Regions from separate parts of the Capra hircus genome. Here region 2 is linked to region 1. Evidence: chromatin contacts called from public Hi-C data. All regions are on one chromosome and are shown on one strand. The core of a region is the stretch at or near the end of the contact, and the rest is flanking DNA. Distances in the headings are between cores, read along the strand shown. Region 1 holds the start of DERL3 (derlin-3). Region 2 overlaps ZNF70 (zinc finger protein 70).

Evidence for each region. Hi-C and Micro-C count contacts between places; a contact is called where the count stands out from the background.
Region 2: a Hi-C map of blood shows a contact between it and region 1, with 2.7 times the contacts expected there. The contact joins the enhancer-like site here to the promoter of DERL3 in region 1. A contact is called at or near these places in 2 of 5 Hi-C or Micro-C datasets (both in blood).

The regions. Positions count from the first base shown.
Region 1 is chr17:96,305-103,533 of ARS1.2, forward strand. DERL3 (derlin-3) reads left to right here and starts at 4,729. Exons shown (of 7, transcript XM_018060911.1): 1 at 4,729-4,872; 2 at 5,022-5,084; 3 at 5,176-5,249; 4 at 5,376-5,469; 5 at 5,870-6,065; 6 at 6,467-6,557; 7 at 6,658-7,229. The coding sequence starts at 4,780. The coding sequence ends at 6,739.
Region 2 is chr17:153,168-160,396 of ARS1.2, forward strand. It overlaps ZNF70 (zinc finger protein 70), which reads left to right. Exons shown (of 2, transcript XM_018060915.1): 2 at 1-947. Among named protein-coding and RNA genes, the nearest start is that of ZNF70, 14 kb to the left of the region's middle. Within about 2 kb of position 2,999, at least 1 of the 5 cell types and tissues checked has an H3K27ac peak or open chromatin away from gene starts, as enhancers often do.

The DNA.
Region 1 (7,229 bases), core at 3,479-5,978:
GATTTTGCCTTTTTTTTTTTTAAAGAGGCCCTGATACCTCACACAAGTGAAGGGCAGGTGAGGCTGGGAGAAGGTCTTGAGTAAACTGGCGGCAGGGCCTGCGGCGGTGTCTCCAGAGGACCTGAGGGCGCAGGGTTCCTGTTCCCGCACCCGGCCTGGGGCTCCCTCTCCCGGGTGTGGAGCAGGGCTGTCGGGGGGGACAAGCCAGGACGGAGGTGTGGCGCCCCGGGCCTCTCCCAGCCTCTCTGAGCGCTGAGTCACTGGTTCTGGGCAAAGGCTCCAGAACGGTGGCCCTGGCCTTCCAGGTCACTGCCAGACCACAGGCCGGAACTGTCTGAGGTCCTGGCCGGCCGGCAATGGCTAAGGAGGCCATGGGACAGGTGGTTTTAGGTTTCATGTGGACCAGATCCCACATGCAGCCCAGTGGGCAGGGGTGGGGGGCAGACCCACGCGGGGACACACGTGTCTCCAGGAACTCGCATCCCCAGCCCTGCCACTTGGCTGACTTGGCCAAGCAGATAATCTTCTTCCAAAAGATGGCCCCGGGCGGAGGAGGGGAGGCCCTGCCAGCTGCTCCGGGCGCCAGCTGGAGGCAGTGGTCACGGTGGTGAGCGGGAGCGCCGGGCACCTGCCGAGGGTCCTGACAGCTGGGCACTGAGGGTCAGGCTGGCCCGGCAGCTGGGGAGGGACCGCTTCATCCAGCCAACCGAGGGCCGGGCGGGGAGCCCCAGGCCCACTGCTCAGCCAGGGAGCAGGCTGGGCGCAGAGCCGCTTGTCAGGACTCCGTGACCGGAGCCCAGAGGCGGCAGGCGGCTCAGTCTCTGAACTGGGCCTGGCCCTACCCGGCTCAGCTCCCTCACCGGGCCGGGCGCTTACTGAGGTCTGTGCCTCCTGCCTCCTGGATCCTTCCACCCTCTCTGTCTAGTGCCTGTAACTGTAGGCTGTGGCCATCTTCTCTGACCCGCGGCTTCCTCCAAAGAGCCAGCCGCCATCTGACCTCACCCCACTGAGGCTCCTTGCTGCCCGCAGAACGGAGAGCACAGCCTGCAGGGCCCGGTGGGCCAGCCTCTCAGCACGTGCAGCCCCCTCCCCACCCCCACCTTTGTTCCTCTGGCTGCCTCAGGACCTTTGCACGAGCTCTCTGTCCTCCTCCTCCACCCTGACAGCCCCCCTGCCTTCCCCAGCCCACTCATAGACCCTCAAACTCCCGGAAGGTCGAGTCTGCTACCAGGCTCAGAAGGCCAGGCCGCGGTCGCCCCCTCTGCTGGGCAGCCCTGGCGCAGCCCACCTGGACTGTGTCCGTTTTACCCTCCTGCCACGAGCAGCTGCTACCCAGTGAGTTCCGGAATCAGTGCTAAAAATATCCCGTGACCCAGACAGGAAGGGCCGCCCGGGACCCAGCTGCTCCTGGGGGCGCGGGCTGGAGCTGCGGTGAGGCCCACCCACAGCAGTGGGGGTGGGGGGAAGTCATCCACAGGAAGACTCCGCGCCCCCAGCACTCACCGTGTCTCTGCTTCGGGCCTGTGCTGCGTTCGGAATAAACTAACATTTAAAAATTGAGTGCATGGGGCCCTCAGAGAAGGCAGGTGAGCTCTGGTCCCTTCAGGGAGGCTTCCTGGAGTGGGGGGCATTTCCAGCACCCTCCCTCTCTCTCTTTTAAGGGAACACTGAGGATGGTAGGGAAGGGAGTGAGCGAGCGAAGGAGTCAGATCTGGGCCGTCCCAGGAGAGGAACGCTGACTCAGGGGTGGGGGGAGGGCTGGAGGGTTCCCTGTGGGAGGGAGGGTGGGCAGGGACGGTCCCCGGGTTCGGGGTTGTTGCTGGGGGCTCGCGAGGGTCTCTCCTGGTGTGGGAGCCCTGAGAGGAAAGAGGGCACTGTGGGCAGGCAGAGGGTGCTGTCCCGCCTGTAGGACGGGAGGAAGGGGGGTCTCCAGACCTGGGCACCCTGGGCTCCTTGCTCTGCAGCAGGCAGGAGCCCCGGGCCAGCAAGGGAACATAGGCCTCTCCCCCGGTGGCCCTGCTGCCCAGGACAGACGGACCAGGTAGAAGCCGCCAGCATCCAGCACGCCACCTTCCCGGGTCAGCCTGGCTCCCGGGGATGTGTGGAGCCTGGGGCTGCTTTCTGTAATGAACCGTCTGGAGGCGCCGAGGGTGGGAGCCGCGGATCCAGTGCCTCCAGAGCGGCCTGTCCTGGGCCTGCTGCTGGGCGGGAAAGCCTGGACACGTGGCAATGGCCCGCCCCAGGCCCTGCTTTGCCTCCTATGGAGCCCCACCTGGGGACCCCCGGGCTCTCCAGGAGAGGACCCTCCAGGCAGGACGGAAGGTCTGCAGTAGAACCTGCGCTGTCCCCGGCACGTCCTGCCCCCTACCCGGGGCTCCCAGCCTCCCAGGAGTGTGCTTCCTCAGCCGCAAACCAGGCTCCTGCCTGATCGGCCCCGTCGAAGGGGAGAGACAGGCCCTCTATCCCACGACGGCCCCTCCGTTAGCCCCGCCTGACCCCTGCAGAGGGCCAGCCAGCCCCTGCTGCTGACAGCCGGCAGGCCAGAATGCCTCCCCTTCCCCATGCACACAGGAAGCCTGACCCCTCTCACCGGCTCCTTCAAGCCTGGCGGGCGCCTGCTGGGGTGTCTGAGGCCCTGGATCCCTGGCCTGCAGCCATACTTCCAGCTGGGTGAGCTCTGCTCCCCCAAGTTCACCTCCAGCCTGACCTAGGTCTGCTCGGCTGGGAAACGGAGGCTGCCTGAGCGGGGGTTTCTCAGCCTGCTCCCACTGCCCAGCCTCCCAATCGCCTTGATCCGACTCCTGCTGTATCAGATTGAACTCTCCTCATGCCTGAACCAAATGCACAACCCCCCTTCATCCGCGCGCCTCTTCCTCCCCCTCCCTTCCCAAGTGGACCTCCAAGAGCACTCCCCAGGGACTCCTCTTAGCCCTCCCGTGATCCATCAGAGATAACCGTCTTGGCTGGTCATCTCCACTCTGGTCTCCTTGGGGGGACTCAGGGCCCAGCCCAGGGCTTCCCTCACCTGCCACACTGGAGTCTGAGGTTGAGCTCCTGTTTGGTAAAAGTCTGGACACTTCCTCTCCCTTGTGGCCACTGTTACCCAGGGCCCTTGGCGAGGCTGCGCATCTCAGACTTCCCAGGTTACGTGCCCCAGGGCCTCCCACCGCCTGGCCCCTACAGCCCTGTCCTGTCTCTGCAGCAGCCTCCCTGGTTGTCCACCTTCTCTCTCTAACTCGTGAGGGTGGAGCTGGCTGGGCCTGCCCTCGCGCCTCGGGCATCTCATGCGGGCCCAAGGCTACAAAGGCCATTGGTCTACTGAAGACTGGTACCCACACTTGAGCCGCCTGCCTGGCCTCTCTGCCACGTGGATTTTTCCACGCGGATGTCACATAGATCCCCTAGACTCAGTGAGGCCAGAACAGGATGCTCCATCCGCCTGCCCTCCCCCGTAAGCGTTCTCCAGCTCAGGAAAGACCATTGCCTTCCATCTCCCCTGTGGCTCAGTCCCTCAAGTCACCCTTGACTCTCTCTTACAGCTCCATCTAGTCTGCTGGCAAAACCCACATCCCGTCCCTCCTGGTCCTCCAGGTTCTGCCCTGCCCGAGCCACCAGCATCCCTGGCATCCTCCGCCTGCCCCCGGATTCCTCTGGCCTTCTGCTGTCCTCACAGCAGCCACAGGCATCTTTTTAAAGTGACAATCAAGCATCACTTCTTCACAGAGCCTTCCCAGATCATCCCATCTGGCAGGGGGCCCGCTACCCAACCCTCCAGCCTCCACTTGACTCTAATCACCATCACTGTCCTGCAAACACTAGTTCTCATCGTAGCAGAAGCCCCTGACCCCGCGGTCTCCTTGGCTACACCGGGAGTGATAGCATCTTTTGTTGGCCACCGTGTCTCCAAGCATCCAGAACAGTGCCTGGCACACAGTCCATGCTCAATAAACTAGAGACTGTATTTATTAGAAGGAATACATAGAGTTTCTCTTTTCCACCCAAGTAACGAGTCTCTCTCCAGCCTGTCCACTTGCGCCAGCCGGTCTCCGCACCTTCTGTCTCACCAGTGCCGCAGGTCCCCACTCTGCCCCTCCCCTGGCGGCCCTCGTTGGGGCTTCCCAAAGGAACCGACAGTTTCAGCGGGGCCTGGGCTTGCAGGGAGATTTGGACACAGCCGCCGAGCGTCTCCCTCCTGCTCTGGTTCTCAGAGGGAAGGACAGCCTGGGACCCCAGCCAGCCCAGGTAGGGTGGCTGAGCAGGGCGGTCCAACTCCAGGCTCCGCCCCGCCCATGCCCCACCCACGCTGCGTGGGTGGAGGCCAGGAAGCGGCTGGACGGCGGGTGGTGGGCCGGGCGGGAGGCTGCGAGGCCGCACCCCTCAGCCTCACGGGGGCGGGGGGCCCCCTCTAACAAGTGCTGGTAGCCTCAGCCTCGCCCGCAGGGTGGGCCAAGGTGTCCCCGCTACCGGCAGCCCCTAAGTCCCCTAAGGGCTCAGTTCCTCATTGGCCACACCTCCCGCGCCACCGCCGAGGGCACCACAACACGCGCCTCGTGCTCCATCGTGGGGCTTGCTCATTGGCCCCGGGTTACGCCCCGCCCACGCCCCGTCCCGCCCCCGTCCCTCCGCTATCTCTTCCTATTGGCTATCTGCCCCAGGGCCCCGCCTTCCAGCCGCGGGCGCGCTCCACCGCAGGTGCGGATTGGCTGAAGGCGGATGGGCGGGGCTTGGAGGCGGGTTAAGAGAGCGTGGCGGGCCGACCACGATGCCTCGGAAGCGTCCATGGCGTGGCAGGGGCTGGCGACCGAATTCCTGCAGGTGCCGGCGGTGACGCGGACGTACACCGCGGCCTGCGTCCTCACCACCGCCGCCGTGGTGAGCCGGGAGCCGCGGTGGGGGAGCGCCGCCGTGGTAACCGCCCCCGGGGGTTGCCAAGGTTACGATTGGACCCCCCCCCCCCGCCCCGCTCCCCCAGGGTGGGTGGGTCGGGGGGCAGTTTCTAAGATCTCCTGGTTCCGCAGCAGCTGGAACTCCTCAGTCCTTTCCAGCTCTACTTCAACCCGCACCTCGTGTTCCGGAAGTTCCAGGTGAGGCCGCCCCGCCCCTTGCACTTGCTGGCCCAACCCCTCCCGCCCAGAGCTGGCCTGACCGCCCCCCACCCCGCCGCACCTCACGCAGGTTTGGAGGCTCATCACCAACTTCCTCTTCTTCGGGCCCCTGGGATTCAGCTTCTTCTTCAACATGCTCTTCGTGTATCCTGCGCCGTGGTGGAGGCGGGAGCGGGCGGGGGGGCGGGGTGCGGAGGACTGGGCGGGAGGCGGCGGGCCTGGGGAAGCTGAGCCCTTCCAAGGGGCACGCTTCCTATACCAAAGCCGCAGGTTCCGCTACTGCCGCATGCTGGAGGAGGGCTCCTTCCGCGGCCGCACGGCCGACTTCGTCTTCATGTTTCTCTTCGGGGGCGTCCTGATGACTGTATCCTTCCAGGGCTCGGGGACCTGTGGGTCCGGGCCTGTGCTGGCCCTGCGGCCCTGCTTGAGCGCCGGCCCAGAGGGAGAGTTGCGCCCCCGAGCTGAGGGTGCTTTGGAGCGTAAATCCCGTGCTCAGCTGCAGGTGCCCCTGTCGAACTCCAGGGCTACACCCAAAGTACCACAGGGCAAGGTGCCCAGGGGCTGAGTCCTGAATGCAGGTAGCCAGGAGGATCTAGGGCTGGGCCCGGGAGCTGGGGTCAGGTGGAGAGGCAGGGCGGATCAGGTGGCCCCTGGAGGCCACGACTTGGTCTTAGAGTGGGAAGTGAAACCAACTAGCTTGATTTCAGGGGTTTAGGAAGTCAGAGGGGCCCTGGGCAGGGCACAAGACCTTGACTCTGGCCCAGCTACTGGGGCTCCTGGGTAGCCTCTTCTTCCTGGGCCAGGCCCTCACAGCCATGCTGGTGTACGTGTGGAGCCGCCGCAGCCCTGGGGTGAGGGTCAACTTCTTTGGCCTCCTCACCTTCCAGGCGCCATTCCTGCCTTGGGCGCTCATGGGCTTCTCCATGCTGCTGGGCAACTCCATCCTGGTGGACCTGCTGGGTAAGCCTGCTGTCTAGGGAGCCCGCCCCAAGTTGGGTGTGCTGGGCCAGAGCCCTGGTCCTCTCCCTGTCCCCCACCGCTCTTCTCCACTCCGGGCACCCCCATTCCTCCAGCCCCTCCAGCAAGCCAGCCTATCAGTTTTCCTTCTTCGAGCCTGACCCATTCGCTGGCACTTGTGTGGGGCCCGACCTCGTGGGGATGGGTGGCTCAGGGCGCCTGCTTCACGGCTCTAGTTCCTCTGATGTCCTCAGGCCTGACCTCCTCCCAGGTTCTGCCCACTTCTGGACCAAGCCTGGCCCCACGCTGGGCTGGCCGGCCGTGCAGGGCATCGGACACCCATGCTCTGGGGGCTTCAGGGCTGTGACGGGTGGCCTCACTCAGCACTGGTGGCTCTCCCACAGGGATCGCGGTGGGCCATGTCTACTACTTCCTGGAGGACGTCTTTCCCAACCAGCCTGGAGGCAAGAGGCTGCTGCTGACCCCCAGCTTCCTGTGAGTGCTGACAGCCTTCCCCACCCCCCTCCCCAGATGGCTCTCCACCCCATGGGGGGTACCCTGCCAGCTGCAGCTCACCGTGGGCCCCTCCTCACAGGAAACTGCTACTGGATGCCCCAGCGGAGGACCCCAATTACCTGCCCCTCCCCGAGGAGCAGCCAGGACCCCTGCAGCGGTGAGGACGACCTCACCCAGAGCTGGGTCCCCCACCCCACCCCTGGCCTGCGACGCAGCTGCCTGTCCTGGAGACCGGGCCCGGGCCCAGGGCCCCTGCCCTGAATAAACAAGTGACCTGCAGCCTGTTCCCCACAGCACTGGCTCTCCTGCCACGGCCGGCCTCTCCACGCAGGGCACGTGCTGCTGGCCGAGAGACAGGGCCATCAAGCCTGACCTGCTCTCCGGCCCAGCACAGGCAGCACAGCCGGAGGCCCAGGGAGGGTCCAGAACCTGCCCGGTCGCCAGCAGAGCTCTGAGCACAGAGGGCAGCCCTGCCAGGGTTCTCATCCCCGCCCTGCCTGTGCTGTACTTAGCTTCCACTGACGGGGCTCAGATCTCAGGGGCAGGGCTGGGACTGGGATGCTGGGTTTTGCTGAGCTTTGGCCGTGGGGGCCCTCCGTTGACGCCTCCCTAGGTCCTCCTGTCCCGAACTAGCAACCCCCAAGGGGACCT
Region 2 (7,229 bases), core at 1,749-4,248, 55 kb after region 1:
TGATCTATGTTTTCTTGTAGTTAGAGCCTTTTCTGCTCTATAATGTTACATGTTTGTTTTTTTGCTCTTGGGAATTTCCCTTTGACCCCATTATTATTATTTTAATTAGTATTTTTAATACTAATTAAAAATTAGTATTTTAAAATTAATCCTAATCCTAATCCCAGTGATGACTGCTTAAGACATTGCTGTTACTTCTTGTTGTATGTGGTGGTGTCAGTATTTCTAAGCGTCCATAGAAATTCTCTGAGCCTGAACATATTGTCAGTTTTCATACAGCACTTGTGTACCCTCAGGAAATGTGTTTTTACTCTGTTAGTTCAGGTCGTTGCATCAATCTTTATGTTATTTTGCTCCAGTCCGCACTTGCTCTAACTTGTCTTTCCTGCAGGGTCTGAGGACGCCTGGCAGCCTGTGAGCGTGCCGGGGTTCGGGGGCTGTGGGCCCGGGGACCGAGCAAAGCCGAGTGGGTATGTGCAGGGATGGGCTATTCTGGGAGGAAGCCTGTAGCCCCTGAAGCGCCTTGTGACCCCACAGTGGTTAAGAGCGCTCATTTCCTGGTCCAATCGAAGTCTGGCTTTGTGCGTTTCTTCACGTATTTCTGCTTTGCCTTAGTTTCTCTTCTGTGCGTGCTGCTTACGCTCTGTTAGTCATGCCGCTGCCTTGATGGACAGGGTGCACACGATCAAGTAATTACCGTATTTGGAGCAGATGTCTGTTCAGCAGAGATGAACTGAAAACCGGTGCCTTTGCACGCCCTCTTTGCCTCTTAATGCTTCTAGCTTCAACTTCTCTTTTCCAAACATCATAACGGAAACCCCTTGCTTTTTTTTTTAAATTTGCATCTGCACGAGAGTTTATTTAGCTTGGCATTTTATTTTTAAAATTTGTGTATATATTTTTGCTATATGTCTGTAACTTATAAACAGCAAATTATTGGAGTTTGCTTTCTGACTCTTTCTGTAATTCTTACATAAGAAGTTCTATTCGTAACGTGACTGTTTAGAGTGAGGCATGATTTATTTCCAGCTTAGTATTGCATTGGCGCGGTTAACCCCCAAAGGTCATGCTCATCCCCGCCCCATCTCTGTGAGTTATTGTCCGAGTGTGGAGCGTCCCGTCTAGGCCGCCGAGAGATCCACCATCGGGCACACCTGCCCCTCCTCCTGGTCTGGTCAGTGCCGGGCTCTGTCCTGAGTCCACTCCTGACGTCACAGGCTGGTGCTTCAGTGACCTCGGCTGTGACACGGAGGCTGTGATGGCGCTGCCCAGCCCCGTGGGGCTTGGAGGACTAAAGAGTGCACCCCTGCCCGGCAGCCTGAGGGCACAGATGACTCTCACACCGACAGCGTTTGAAACATTGCTTTCATTTTCTACCCTAACTCCCACAGATCATTCAGCATAACCTGGAGTGTTACGTGGTGCTTTATTACATTCTAGAAAAGTTTCAGCAAATACCACGAGATGCAGCAAAGAGCTAGACATCACAGATCAGGCCCCTGCGTGAGGGAGCCCACACAGTCGTGTGGGAGACGGGGGCCCTCTCCCACCTCCTGTCTGTCCCAGGATGGTCCCCTCGCCTGCCCCTCTCTCCCCTGGCCCTCCTGTGGCGAGGGCCGGCCACCGTCACAGCTGCAGAGGCTCCAGAAGGGGGCCGGCCTGGCCGCTCCTGTGGCGGGAGGGAAGCGAGGGCAGGAGTTTACCTCTCGAGCAGTAGTCTCGGATCAGCTCAGCCGGCCACCGCGGGGTCTGGGGGACAGTTCAGTGGGCGGCAGGAGCCCCCACTAGAGCTGCCAGGACTTCTCAGAGGCGGCAAGGGGGTTCAGTCACCTCGGCCCAGGTGGAAACCAGACGGCCTCTCGCGCAGCTCCTGGGGCCACGCGGAGGCTCCCCGGGATCACGGGTATCTGGATGTGTGCACCATGGACACGCACCACCTTTGGGGGGTAAGAGGAGGGGGGCAGCCCCTTTCTTCTGGGGGCCCCCTTGTCAGTGTCTGATAACCAGGAAACCAGGTCAGAAGGTGGTCTGGGGGTGCTGAGGGGGGTGTCTTCCACACCACAGGCCACACGCTCACCCAGCCTCCAGGACTCGGGTGGGGCTGAGGCTGGAGACTCACCCACGTTTGCTACCCCTACCCCCAAGGCCATCCCAGAGCAGCTGCCTGCGTCCTCGCGCCTGGCCCCTCCCCTCTGGTCCAACCCCGTGAGGGTGGGCCGGCCTGGGTCCATGCCTCCTGCTCTCCCCTGGGCCGCTGGCTGTCTGCAGGTGCTGGGGCCTGGCCCGGAGAAGCGCCAGCAGAGCCCGGAGGACGGGAGGGGAGCGGGGAGGTGAGCCCCGGAGTCTCGAGGGGCCAGAGGCAAAATACTGCGCTGTGTCCCTGGAAGGCAGTTTCCCGTGAAACCTTCGATAGAGGCCACCCCAGACGACCAGCCTGATCTGCTGTGGAGGCGTGGATCCCTCCCCGTAGCGAATGGTGATTGGGTTCTACCTGGACCCGGGACTTCTGTTTATATTATAATCTTTCCCCCACTGCCCCTCCAGGGATCTGGAAAACGGAGGCCTGGGCTAGACGGAAGCTTCCTCCAAGATTCTTTATTGAAGGGATTCGAAGAAAAACTTAGGTGGTCGGTAATCTGTGGGGGATGGAGGGGTGAGTGCTACGTGTAACGGTTTTACTGTTGTTACTGGACCAGTTTTGATGTGTTTCCCCCTTCAAGAAGCAGACCCAAACCCTGAGATGCTGAGGTTAGCAGCAAAGAGCGGGTTCATCCACAAGGCAACCAGGCAAGGAGACCAACCAGAGCCCGCTCTGGAATCTGCCTCCCTGCGGGCACGGGGCTGGGGCTCACGGATGAAGACCAAGCAGCAGGTGGCGCGGGGCGCGGGGAGCCTGCGGAAAGCGATGGACAAGGTGCGGGGACCGCGGCCCGCGCGGTGGACCCAAGCTCCGCCTCTGCGCTCGCAGCGCGGGCTGGGGGCGGAGCTTCCAGGGACACGCGGCCACGCCCAGTGGGAGGGTCAGCGGTCCCTCCAGTCCTAAGCTCAGCTCCAGCTAGACGCCGCTGAGTCTGGCTTCCTAGAGAACACTCCGGGCGGGTATTTTATGTTCTGGCTTCGTGATTGGAGGACATGTGAGACTTTTTAAAGGCTTGATTAAATCTAATCAAGGCCCTTGATTAGTGCGGGCAGGCGGAATGGATTTGACTGATCACGACCCTCAGTGTCACCATCTCAGGGGCCGCCCTCACCCCCACCTACCCTGCCAAAGGGGGGGCCTGGGTGCTGAGATGGGGGCCACACGTGTCCTAGACAGTCGGTCAGCGCTGCTGCTGAGCGGACCCGGGTCCATCCTCACACCGTCACTGGCCCCTGTGCTCAATAAAAGGAAGGAAAGCGGGAAAAGCGCTTTCTGGCCGCGGTGGCCTTGCGCGTTCCTCCATCACCATCTGCTGGCAGAGCCTGGCATGACACTAGCTGCACAGAAACCTCGGTGTCCTTTTGGGTGCCCCATCCTTGACCCCGAGATAGCACCCTCCGTCCAAGAGTCATTATAATCACAGCCAATTGTGTTAATTCGTCCTCAGATCCACTCACAGTTCCACGGAACATTCTGCTAACCTCTGACAGCTCCTACATAAGGCAATACTGAGAAGAAAAGAACGTGGTTGATAAATACAAACGCATACACAATAAGGAGCAAAGAAAAAAGACAAAAGTCCTCGCGGTTCTCTTTTGTTCATCTTTCATGAGCGGGATGGCAGATAAAACACAGAATGCCCAGTGAACAATTTTTTAGTCTAAGTACGGCCCCAATACTGCATAATCTTCAAATCTAATCTACCTTATTTTTAAAGTATCTTTTTTTTGCTGGTCACTCATTAGTTCATGCCCAAAGCCTTTGTTTCTTGACTCCCAACTTTCTGAGTCCTCTGGGGTGAGGAGCACCCCTAACCTCGAGAGCCCACTGTCCCCTTGGGACTAGACCCTTCTATGCCCATCACAGCTGACCGGAAGGGCCAGCGCATGGCCAGCGCTCGCGCCCCCTGGCGGACAGACTGCGGCAGCCCCGGGAGCCCGGGTGCGACCCCCGCGGTCTCTGGCGCCCTCTAGTGTGGAAAGATCTCAGCCTGGTGTTCTGAGTCATTGGGCCATATTTTATCAGTGACGATGATGGTCCTTTACCTGGAGGCACGTTTGGGGCGTGTCGGCTCAGGGGCAGAGCTATTAGCCTGCATCGCGCCCACAGGCATCGCGTCCTCCTGGGCTGGGTCAGCTGTGGGCTGTCCAGACACGGGCTTCCCCGGGCCTCTGGCCCCGTGTCCCTCCCAGGTCAGTGTCCAGCGTTGCCCTCCTGGTTGTGGACTTGTGCAGCGGTCTCAGCAGATGTAGGGGCGACCCTAAAGGACGTATTGAGGCATCTCAGCACCGTCCTCCGCCCAGGCTTGCTGGTCAGCAGTGAAGTGACACGGAAGAGGGGCTGTTTTGGGGTCCCTTCAGGGATCTGGGAAATGGAGGCCTGGGCCAGACCAAAGTTTTCTAGAAGATTCACCATTGCAGGGAGTCAAAGACAAACCTGTGGTGGTCAGCAATCTGTGGGGGATTCGGTGGTGAGGGAGATTCGGCGGTGAGGGGACTCCGAATGCCACATGTAATGGTTTTACTATTGTTAGGGAACCTTTTGTCCCCCCTACAAACAACGGGCCAAAATACTGAGATGCCAGGTTTGCAGCAAAGAGCGGGTTCATCCACAAGGCAACCAGGCAAGGAGACCAGAGCCCGCTCTGGAATCTGCCTCCCTGCGGGCACGGGGCTGGGGCTCACGGATGAAGACCAAGCAGCAGGTGGCGCGGGGCGCGGGGAGCCTGCGGAAAGCGATGGACAAGGTGCGGGGACCGCGGCCCGCGCGGTGGACCCAAGCTCCGCCTCTGCGCTCGCAGCGCGGGCTGGGGCGGAGCTTCCAGGGACACGCGGCCACGCCCAGTGGGAGGGTCAGCGGTCCCTCCAGTCCTAAGCTCAGCTCCAGCTAGACGCCGCTGAGTCCGGCTTTCTAGACAGCAACCCGGGCGGGTATTTTATGGTTCTGGCTTCGTGACTGGAGGACGTTCAAGTCTTAAAACGCCCTTGATTAGAGCGGGCAGGCGGAATGGATTTGACTGATCACGACCCGCAGTGTCACCATCTCAGGGGCCGCCCTCACCCCCACCTATCCTGCCATCGGTGCTGAGATCTGGGGTGACACATAAAATCAGGTGAAGTCTTGGGACAGAGGGCCGATTCCAGGTCCTAGGATGCAGGAAAAACCTACCTGGCCCCGGGCTAGACAGCCTGGAGGGCGTGGCCCGGGCTGGTGCACAGAAGTAGCCCCCAACGGGCCAGAAGGTGTGGGAGCCCAGGGCTGGTCTACTGCAGAAGGAGTCGCCTGGTGGCCAGAGTGGGGCCTGAGCGCCTGCTGAACTGGTCCGTCAGTGCTGCTGAGCAGACACGGGGCCATCCTCCCATCATCACTGGCTCCTGTGCTCGACAGAAGGGAGGGAAACCGGGAAAGCAAAGGCGCTTTATGGTTGCTTTTGTCTTTCGCGTTCCTCGAGCACCGTCTGCCGGCGGACCGCGGCATTGCACCCGCGGGCCAAACCTCGGGTCCGGCTCGGAGATCTCACCTCTCAGTAGTTCCCCTGGGGAGAATGTCTGGACGATGCGACCTTGACCCGGAGCTCGGTGGAGAGGGTGCCCTGTGTTCTTTCCGCAACTGCTTGGAGTGGAGGTTCCTCATGTTGGGCTGGGAACGGGAGGAAGGAAACAGGTCATGATTGAGATGCTCTAGACAGACTGTCCCTGCTCTTGCCAAATTTCAGTAGATTTTCTTTAATTAATATTTAATTTTTTGTATGCCCTTAGATCTATTTCCAGACACTTTAAATATATTGAAAGACTTTCAATATTTATAGAAAAATATTATTTCATAGAATGTATACAAAGCAACAGTTAGAACTGGACATAGAACAACAGACTGGTTCCAAATAGGAAAAGGAGTACGTCAAGGCTGTATATTGTCACCCTGCTTATTTAACTTCTATGCAGAGTACATCATGAGAAACGCTGGGCTGGAGGAAGCACAAGCTGGAATCAAGATTGCCGGGAGAAATATCAATAACCTCAGATATGCAGATGACACCACCCTTATGGCAGAAAGTGAAGAGGAACTCAAAAGCCTCTTGATGAAAGTGAAAGAGGAGAGTGAAAAAGTTGGCCTAAAGCTCAACATTCAGAAAACGAAGATCATGGCATCTGGTCCCATCACCTCATGGCAAATAGATGGCAAACAGTGGAAACAGTGGCTGACTTTATTTTTCTGGGCTCCAAAATCACTGCAGATGGTGACTGCAGCCATGAAATTAAAAGACGCTCACTTCTTAGAAGGAAAGTTATGATCAACCTAGACAGCATATTAAAAAGCAGAGACATTATTTTGCCAACAAAGGTCCGTCTAGTCAAGGCTATGGTTTTTCCAGTGGTCATGTATGGCTGTGAGAGTTGGACTATAAAGAAAGCTGAGCGCCGAAGAATTGATGCTTTTGAACTGTGGTGTTGGAGAAGACTCTTGAGAGTCCCTTGGACTGCAAGGAGATCCAACCAGTCCATCCTAAAGGAGATCAGTCCTGGGTGTTCATTGGAAGGACTGATGTTGAAGCTGAAACTCCAATACTTTGGCTACCTAATGCGAAGAGTTGACTCACTGGAAAAGACCCTGATGCTGGGAAAGATTGAAGGTGGGAGGAGAAGGGGATGACAGAGGATGAGATGGCTGGATGGCATCACCGACTCAATGGACATGAGTATGAGTGAACTCTGGGAGTTGGTGATGGACAGGGAGGCCTGGCGTGCTATGGTTCATGGGGTCGCAAAGAGTCGGACACGACTGAGTGACTGAATTGAACTGATACATAAATTTAAAATTAATATATAAAACAAATACACGCAGACAATCATAAGCATATAATAGATTTATATTATAAATGCATAATTATAAGCAAGTATATGTTATTATACTTATAATACTTTATAATATACTTATAAGCAAGTATATATTATATAAGCATAATTATAAATGGAAGTAACTTTGGGCTTTCCTGGTGGCTCAGACAGTAAAGAATCTGCCTGCAGTACAGGAGACCTGGGTTTGATCCCTGGTTCGGGAAAATCCCCTGGAGAAGGGAGTGGCAACCCAC